2 separate regions of the Mus musculus genome follow, and region 1 is linked to region 2. Evidence: chromatin contacts called from public Hi-C data. All regions are on one chromosome and are shown on one strand. Each heading gives the region's core, a stretch centred on a gene start, on an enhancer-like site or on the middle of the called end of the contact. The rest is flanking DNA. Distances are from core to core; before and after follow the strand shown. Region 1 holds the start of Met (met proto-oncogene). Region 2 has its middle 26 kb from the start of Gm46953.

What was found. Hi-C and Micro-C count contacts between places; a contact is called where the count stands out from the background.
Region 1: a contact with region 2 is called in a Hi-C map of pancreatic cancer cells, with 2.9 times the contacts expected there. The contact joins the promoter of Met here to the enhancer-like site in region 2. A contact is called at or near these places in 1 of 39 promoter capture datasets (3T3-L1-derived adipocytes), 11 of 484 Hi-C or Micro-C datasets (3T3-L1-derived adipocytes, the AML12 cell line, LSK cells and 7 more), 6 of 115 datasets of contacts at active chromatin or transcription factors (bone marrow-derived dendritic cells, bone marrow-derived macrophages, embryonic fibroblasts and 3 more) and 3 of 9 other capture datasets (adipose tissue, liver and pancreatic islet).

What each region holds. Positions count from the first base shown.
Region 1 is chr6:17,462,379-17,466,721 of GRCm38.p6, forward strand. Met (met proto-oncogene) reads left to right here and starts at 1,579. Exons shown (of 22, transcript NM_008591.2): 1 at 1,579-1,870.
Region 2 is chr6:17,405,989-17,410,236 of GRCm38.p6, forward strand. No RefSeq gene overlaps it. Among named protein-coding and RNA genes, the nearest start is that of Gm46953, 26 kb to the left of the region's middle. Within about 2 kb of position 2,328, at least 86 of the 459 cell types and tissues checked have an H3K27ac peak or open chromatin away from gene starts, as enhancers often do. A contact at or near this core is called in bone marrow-derived dendritic cells, bone marrow-derived macrophages, embryonic fibroblasts and 5 more, where this site is marked.

The DNA.
Region 1 (4,343 bases), core at 329-2,828, 56 kb after region 2:
GTGTGTGTGTGTGTGTGTAAAATCCATCTATTCACCTTCTATTGAAAGATGTTATAAACTTTCAAGCTAATCAAGATGGCTTTTTAAAGGCCAGGGGCCTTGTAACCAGTAACACCAGAGTTTCAGAATGAGCCACAACCTTCATGAATAGCGTGATATTTGGAAGGACCCGCTTGAATCAAGTTTGCTTGGCTGGAACCCCTGGACATAGTATAGACCCTTGAAGGAGATTTGAGAACTGGGTTCTAACCCTGGCTTTCTTAATACCAGCTGTGTGAGCTTCCTAGGAATTCGTACGGGCTGTTTTATTCATCTGCAAAATGATTCCGTGCAGGCCTCCAAAACTGTAATAGGAACTTTCCTTTTCCATCAAACTGAGGAGTGGTGAGGTAAACTGCTCTTGGGACTGAAATAGCTCTGTCTAGTGTCTGGTAATGTACTGAACACATACATAGCGCAGTTATAAGAAATGTATGAGACCTTCCTTGTCTTTGCTCTGTGTGTAAGACGTGTCCCCTGCACCTGTATAGTGGCTGTGGCTTGAATGACTCTCAAAGTTACTTCTATACATACCTCTATGTCCATTATCGAATCAGCTCTTCTGACAATTGGAAAGAACTCCTATTCTAAAAGGCAATGGATTCCTTAGATCCTTTCACCTTATTGTATCCTTGTAGGGAAATGCAAAATTTTAGAAACGATTCTAATAAACGAATCTTCCTAAGTAAATCCTTTTCAATTTCTTTTAATATTCGAGATTTGAACTTATGTGTTGGATTTGTTAGTTGCTATTTGTCTATGTAACCGCCTTGTGTCCATTTGTCTATTTAATTACCCTGTGTCCAGCTATGAGGAAAAAAAAGTGAAAATTAACCAGAAGCCTCCCCTGGGTTAAACTCCTGGGGTTCTTCCAGAAATCTGAGAAATTATACTAGGGGGATAATGATTGCAAAATGAAATCATTGGGACAATCCGTCCATGCACTCCCAACATTGTCTGTGACAATGAGCGCCTTGTTTCCGTGGCGCCTAGATCTCTGTCCACGCGGGTGAGTGCGGGGCCGCCACCTCGGGCGTGAGAGAGGCTGCAGCTCCGGGGTGCGCCAGGGGGTGCGTGCGCTTTGCGCGGGTGACTTTGGAGCACCAGGAGGGGGAGACTCGGGGCCACTGATCTCCCTCTGCGCTGGCTTCAGACTCCAGAACTGGAGGAGGAAGAGAAAGCGCATAGCTGGGGAGAGGGAAACTTCTCCACCTAGAAAGTTTCACCTTGCCGAGGGCGGGGGGTGGGGCGGGGCTTGAGGAAGTGCGACCCCCCGGGCTAAGCGTACTGGCTGCGGGAAGGGCGGGGACGCCAACCCCCCCCCCCCCAACCCTCCAAGGGTGGTGCCAGTCCCCATCTCGGGCCCCAGGAGGGACCGTTGGGGACAAACCTAGAGCGACAGGGACGAACAGACACGTGCTGGGGCGGGTACCCGGGTCTCTTCGCCTCCAGCCCGGACGCGCCCGGGCGCCGCTGTTGCCCGGCTGAGTCACGGGCCGGGCAGGGCGCGTGTGGGAAGGGGCGGAGCAGTCCGAGGGCGCTCGGCGGGGTTCGGCCCGGGCCGCAGGTGACCCGGACGGCCTCGCCGCCCGCAGCGTCCGAGCCCGGGTGACCCTGTGCGGAGCCAGATGCTGGGCGACCGCTGACTCGCTGGAGAAGGGCGGAGCGCGCGGGTGGTCCCCAGCCGGCTGACTTCGGCGCCGCGCGCTCCGGGCACCCCAAGGTACAAACTCCAGCCGCGTCGATCAGGCACCCAGCCTCTCCCAGCCCCTCTGCTTTCTTTGTTCCACTAAGGGAACTGGCTACTGCTCTGGAGGACAAGACCACCGAGGTGGGTGCGAGCCCGGGGGCTTAGGAAACTGAAGGTATGGGGTCGGGGAGGTGCAAACTAGAATTGAGCTTGTCGCTTTAGAAGGAGTGTTGTTGACGGCCACCTGTGTGACTCAGGGGCGCCAAGAGCATTAGGTGCTCCAGGGCTGCTGTAGCTCTGCAAGTTTCACCTCTGGGATCTGACTCAGCCCTTACAGAAGGGATCGGTCACCCTGTCCAGGGTGATACAGCCGGCAAGGTTTGAGCCCAGCTATTTCCTTGTTCCTAGTCTTGCTTTATCTGCCTTGAGGGAGCGCGCGAGGAGGGGGTGGGGGTGTCTTTCTCAAGGGCAGGTGTTTCTGGGATGGTCTGAATTTTTTATTCCTGGCAAACACACGGAGGGTGTGATCCATCATTTTCTATCCCACTTTATCTTTTTTTTTTCCTGGGACTCAGTGGAGGTGAAATACATTATAACCAGAGGTCAGGTAGTCTGGCTAGTAGCGGTGTAATTATTAAAAGACCAAAGAAAGTACAATGCAGAATTTATTCCAAACTGTGGTTTCCCATTTCCTACCTTTTTATGTTTAGAAGAGCCATTTGCTAATTTGGCAGTTGGCAGGGGTTCTAGGGGCTCACGCATGAATGCTCGTCCAGTGGCTTTTCCCTTATCACAGGCTTCTGTTCAAAGCAGCTCTGGGGCAGAATGAAAAATTGTCAACTTTCTTAAGCAAAATAATCAGGAGGCTCTAATGGCCAAGTTAAAACGGTCCATGACTATGAGGAGATTGTAAACGCTGTAACTGGATAGAATATAGACAGAATTTTAGGAAGACTGTCAGCATTTTGTAGCATTGGGTGGAGGTTTATTCTGTCGCTTCCAGCAGCCAGCCACACACACACACATTGCCATGCAAATGGATTCAGCAGAACGTTATTTTCCTTTATAGCTCAACTATTATAGCTGACTAATGAATTTCCTCTGCATGGAGATGATCTGAAAACGATGTACACGGTGTTTCCCTTTGCTACTGGGACATAAATTGTGCTTTTATGCCCCAGTGTTAGTGTTGCCCGGATTATTTACAGGTATATAGCTTTCCTCTCCAGCTGGAAGCTTCCTCGGCTTTGTTCACAAGTGTAAATTTCCACTGTGGAGCAGGAGTGGGTTCTGTTACACATTGCAGACTTGTCACTGTCATTTCAGGTTGTGATATACTCACTGTTTATCTCCTCTGAGCAGATAAATAACACACATGAGACGTACAACTTCAATAAGAAATTTGATGGTACCAAAAATGTGTTCCTACATAGTGCAATAGGTGCTTTAAAATTTGTGGTCAGTTTTCAAACTCAGCAGGGCCTCAGTCAATAGTTATTAACTTAGCCACATTCCGCTGTAAGCAAGATGGATTTATGGCATGTCGAGGATGATCAGGCAAGTACTGCCTTTCCCGAGACTGCTTTGTTCTTGATCATTGGCAACAGGGAACTTACGCCAGAGATGCACTACTGGCTTTGTGGATCTGAGGGCAAGCTTTATCTGTAAAATTAAAAAGTATAAATAACAGGCAGTTGATACGGAAGTCTAACATTTGTACTCCTTTTAAGTCAATAATGAGAGGAAAATAAAGTGTTTATAGCTTATCTCAAAAAGGCAAATACCTACAGTTTATGATTTCTAAGACCATGTAAACAGTGTCCCATATTTGTCTTAAACTTTTTAAAAAAAAAAATGAGGATTGCACTTAGAATTATATTTGAAAAGTCAATTTACAAAGCTGTTGATGGAAATAATTAGTTCAAAATAGGATGAGTCTGATTTTTCTCTTACAAGTTTATGTAATAAGGTAAAGGTTTTCTCAGAACAAAGAGGATAACACAGAAGGGGCTGAAGCTCTGTGTGGCTGCCCCAGTGACACTGGACATTGTGCCTAGTGCATATTATTGAGAGTTGCATGTTATTTTGCACTGAGAAAAAAAGATTATGAAACTGTCCTGAGGGCTCAGTATCTGACAGAGTAGTGATCTGCTGTCATACCCGTGGTCACACAGGACTAATCACACATCCAGATCCCCTCTCTATACTCCTCTGCTCCTCATCTCTGTAACTCCCATTTCACACAGCTTTCTGGTTTCTTCTTCACTAACATGAGGTTTAGGGATGGTCAGGAGGGGGCTGGGGTGTGTACATGTGTTTTGCCTGGATGCATGTGTGTGCCTGTGGCCATGGAGGCCAGAAGATCTCCCGGAACTGAAGGTAAGGTAGTTGAATGAGCGGCCATGTGGGTACCGTGAACCAAGCTTACTCCTCTGTTAGAGTAATCACTGCTCTTAAATGCTGAGCCATTTCACTGGCTTCCCTTTATTCTGTGGCCTGTTGTGTTTGTGCCTGGAGCACCTAAGTTCTTATCATTGCCCCTGAGCAACAAACTGAATGCAGAAACCCAAGTTCGAGGGGAGCTGTTTCCTTTCCCTGACCGGTATATGTCGCA
Region 2 (4,248 bases), core at 1,078-3,577:
CTTCACAGTATGTCACACAAGTGGGAAAGGCAATCATTTACCAAAGTGGGCTAATTTAACAAAAAATTCTTTGGTTTTGATCTGCTGAGATATTTTAAACCACAAAATGAATAACGATACCATCAAACTCTACACTATTTGGAAGTAAGTCTTTGTTCCAGCTTGTAATTCATTAACTGAATAGTTTTATAATCTGGATACAACTCTTTAAAATTGTAGTTTAATTTAATTATGATTTTACTTGAGAAATTGAAATTATTCTCTGGTGCGTTGACAAATGATCATATGAATGTATGTTTCCAGAAACAAACTGAGATTCAGCATTTCTGAGATTCTAGTCTTAACTTTAGGATAGAAGGCAAATGTTTAAGAAACGTTTCTATTGCATCAAAAATGCTCAAGGTTTGGGGAAAAGGCTCAATGGATGAAGCACTTCCTGCACAAACATGATAAGAGGTGAGATCCCAGAATCTGCATTGTGGGTGACAGCGGGTGTGTAACCTAAGAACTGGTTACAGAAACATGATGATCCCAGAAAATGCAGGCCAGCTACTCTAACAGAAATGGTCACCTTCAGATGAGCCATTCACATAAGAGATTCTGATTTAAAAAAAAAAAAAACAGAAGATGAAAAAGCCATTGTAGAAAGATGCTGGATATCAACTTCTAGCCTCCACTTCTGGGTGCATAGGCTAGTACACAAACACACACACACACACACACACACACACACACACACCACATGTACACAAGCATAAACCACACACAAATACACAAATCAAAAAAAAGCATAAAAATAAAACTTTCTAGACCTTTCTATTCAACCCTCAGGAACACTGGGGAACTCTCTTAAAATTAAATATTTATCCACACAGTACAGTAAGACAATAGTACTTCAGAGAAAGTCTAGGACAAAAAAAAAAAAAAAGTAATATTCTCACCAGATAGCTTTGAGAAAATAACCTACTTTTCCTATAGAGGGAATAAAGCAAGACTATCTCCACAAAGGACCTATAATAAGTTATTAAAATAATGATCTTTCATGTTTAGGGTGATATCAATGGATTGTTCAGTTAAATGTACAAAATTCAGCATTTTCGTAACCAGAGAGCTTCAGTTTTAAAATGAGACTTGAATTTCACTATGAAAAAGGAATTCCAGAGACTTTGTATAAAAGCACATCCTTTATGCTGTGAGCAAATTCCAACGCAGTCACAAAAAAGCTACCATTTATGGCGTCCTTATTATATGTCAGGCTCCACACTCAGCTCATCACAAGCTTAATCTTCCACTAAAGTAGACTCTTAGGACGCCTTTGAAACATGACCAGCATTTAAGAGGAAAACTTTGATTACAGTATATGGACATTGTACATGCTCTGAACGTCAGTGGGAGGATAGGCAGCATTACTGAGGACTATAGCCTAAAGATGCAATCACGGGGAGTTAAATCAACTTACAGCCTTTGCAGGGTGGGAACGCAGAACCTTGGGAAGCTCTTGATAGTAATCAAGGTAGGCTTAACAACTACATCTACCAACTTGCTGTCTTTGCAGACTTCTCAACATCACAGGTAGGGTTCCCAGGCTACCTATCAGAGCTTAGGACAAACTTCGAGTGACTGAAATGTTGTCATATAAATCTAATTAAGTAGATTTTATACAAGTACAAGACGCAATTCTCAAGTGACCTTTAAAGATCCTGATAGGGAAAAATAGATGCAACTTTCTTGGATAGTCACTAAAGAAAAATCTTAAAATTCTGCACACGAAGCAATTGCATAATCCTGCACCAAATCAGGATAATCATTTCATATAATAATATTAGATAGTCCTGCTGATATTTAAAACACATATATACACTGCATGAAGTATCCTTACAACTGTACAGCCCATTGGCCCTGAGAATGTACTAATTTTTTTTTTCAAAAAAAGCAAAAGCATAATAATTTTCATCTTGACGATGACCAGTTATTACTACCATTAGGAACTAATCCATGCACAAAATTATTTTGTGTGGGAAGTGAAAGGAAGAAGCAAAACACATGTCACTTCAGAATAAAGACAAAAAAAATAAGCTATTTCAAAAATTACATTAGAACACAATTATCACTGGTAACTAAAACCAAAAAGAAAAAAAAATGTTAATAGTAATCAGAAAGAAAAAAATAAGTGTCCTTAAAAGACCTTGCCTAGACTTATATGTTAAACCAGTGAGTAGGACAAATAAGAGTGAAATCACTTGCAAATGAGCTCCAATGATCCTGTAGCTATTTATACTCCCACAGGATGACTCAGGGGTGACTCAGTTGTCTGCAATGAGTTCCCTGTATTAACCTGGTCACCCATGAGTTCCCTTAGTTCACAGTGTCAATGCCAGTCCAGTGAGTGTCCTATGATTCTGGTTTTTTTTCTTTAAAAAATTAATTTATTACCTTTATATCTGGATTATTTCCTCCCCTGGCCTCTCCCTTCCACAGTTCTTCCCGCACCCCTCTCCCCTTAACCCCTGAGAGGGTACAGCTCCCTCACCCCCTGTATCTCCCTAACCTTGCACATCAAGTCTCTGTGGGGCTAGGCACATTCTCTCCTACTGAGGCCAGACAAGGCAGTCCAACTAGAGGATGTATTCCACAGACAGGCAACAGCTTTAGGTCCAGTTGTTCTGGACCCACATGAAAACCGAGTTGCACATCTACATATCTGCAGGGGACTAGGTTCAGCCCATGAATGCCCTTACGTTGTTTAGTTCAGTCTCTGAGAGCCCCCAAGGATCTAAGTTAGTTGCCACTATTGGTCTTCCCATGGAGTTCCTATCCCAAGTCAGGGCCCTCAATCCTTCCCCCAATTCTTCCACAAAAAGAGCATTCTGTGAGATGAGAAAAAGGACACAGAAGTTCACGAAGATTGTTTGGCCTTATGCTTCTTGGAAATTTCCTGGAAACAAAGACTGTCTCTTGTAGACAACAGAAGGCAGCACAGATGTTCTCTACTCCCTGGACAGTGTGCCTCCTGAAACCGTGCATCATAATATTGCTCATAAACCAATAGCCAGGCATTTCTTAGGGCAGAAGGCCATCTTCTGCTTAAAGGCCTATTTGAAGCTTGTGAACCAAGACACAAAACTAAAGATATGTATTTCTACAAATTAAAAACAAAAACAAAGCAAAACAAAACAAAACAAAACAAACAAACATAAAAAACTACCAAAAACTCAGTACGGTGAAAATAGATTTCTGGAGTTTTATTGGTACAATTCAAAATATACTAAAAGTGATAATTGAGTATATTTTAAATTAAAGATGTGCTAATAACAGTAATGAAATTGTTTTCAGAGAAGTAACAATTATTTGAACTGGGAGGTTCAGAGCTTGATTTCTCTATACTTAAATTAATTATAAATATTTATCTACAGAAAAGCATTGTTAGTTCAATGTTAGGGCCACACAAAGCCTAATGATCAAATTCTGCCTGAAGATCATAGTTTGACTGAGGAATGTCTTACTGATGCCACAGAAACAGTAGAAGTAAGCAACAATAGAAGCTGTACTTTATGGTTTTCCTTAAGTATATTTACATATTTCTATATTTCACATTTCTGTCTACTTTGCCTAGGAATTTGGTGGGGCAGAGACACCTGTTTACCTTGGAAATGAAATGGAATTATTTAATAGAAATTTTAAAAATGGAAAAATAATATATGCTTAGTAATTGAGTACCAATTTTTTTTTCTAGTATGAGGAACATACTGAAGTCAAGATGACTAAGGAAGTTAAATCTTTCTAAAGTTGCTCAAGTTCCATTTACGTGTCAAAAGCCCAGCTTCACTGACGAATACCTTAGTTTTCACTCAGTCACAGGAAGAGAGTGTGTGAACTAGCTTTTGAGGAAGTCCTTGCTAGCTGGTATATGAGCCCATTATTGCCACATTAATGCTGACTAACAGACGTACTCAGATCTCAGTAGCCTACAGCGCTGAGAATTTCCTCATTCTTAGAAGGCTTTACACCAATTGTGGTTTGGTTGGTCTACCCTACTCCAACATATAGAGTGGAGAGGAATTAAGAAATATTCCTCACATCAGTTTCAAGCCTACAGACATACACACACACAATCAAAAATAGATATGTATATAAATAATTTTAAAAGAGAAGAACTCTTTTCTGGTTTCTGCTGCACAATTTTGGCTAGGATTGATTCTCAGAGCCACGTGACTGGGGAGAATTAAAGATGCGTTTTTTTTTTCAATA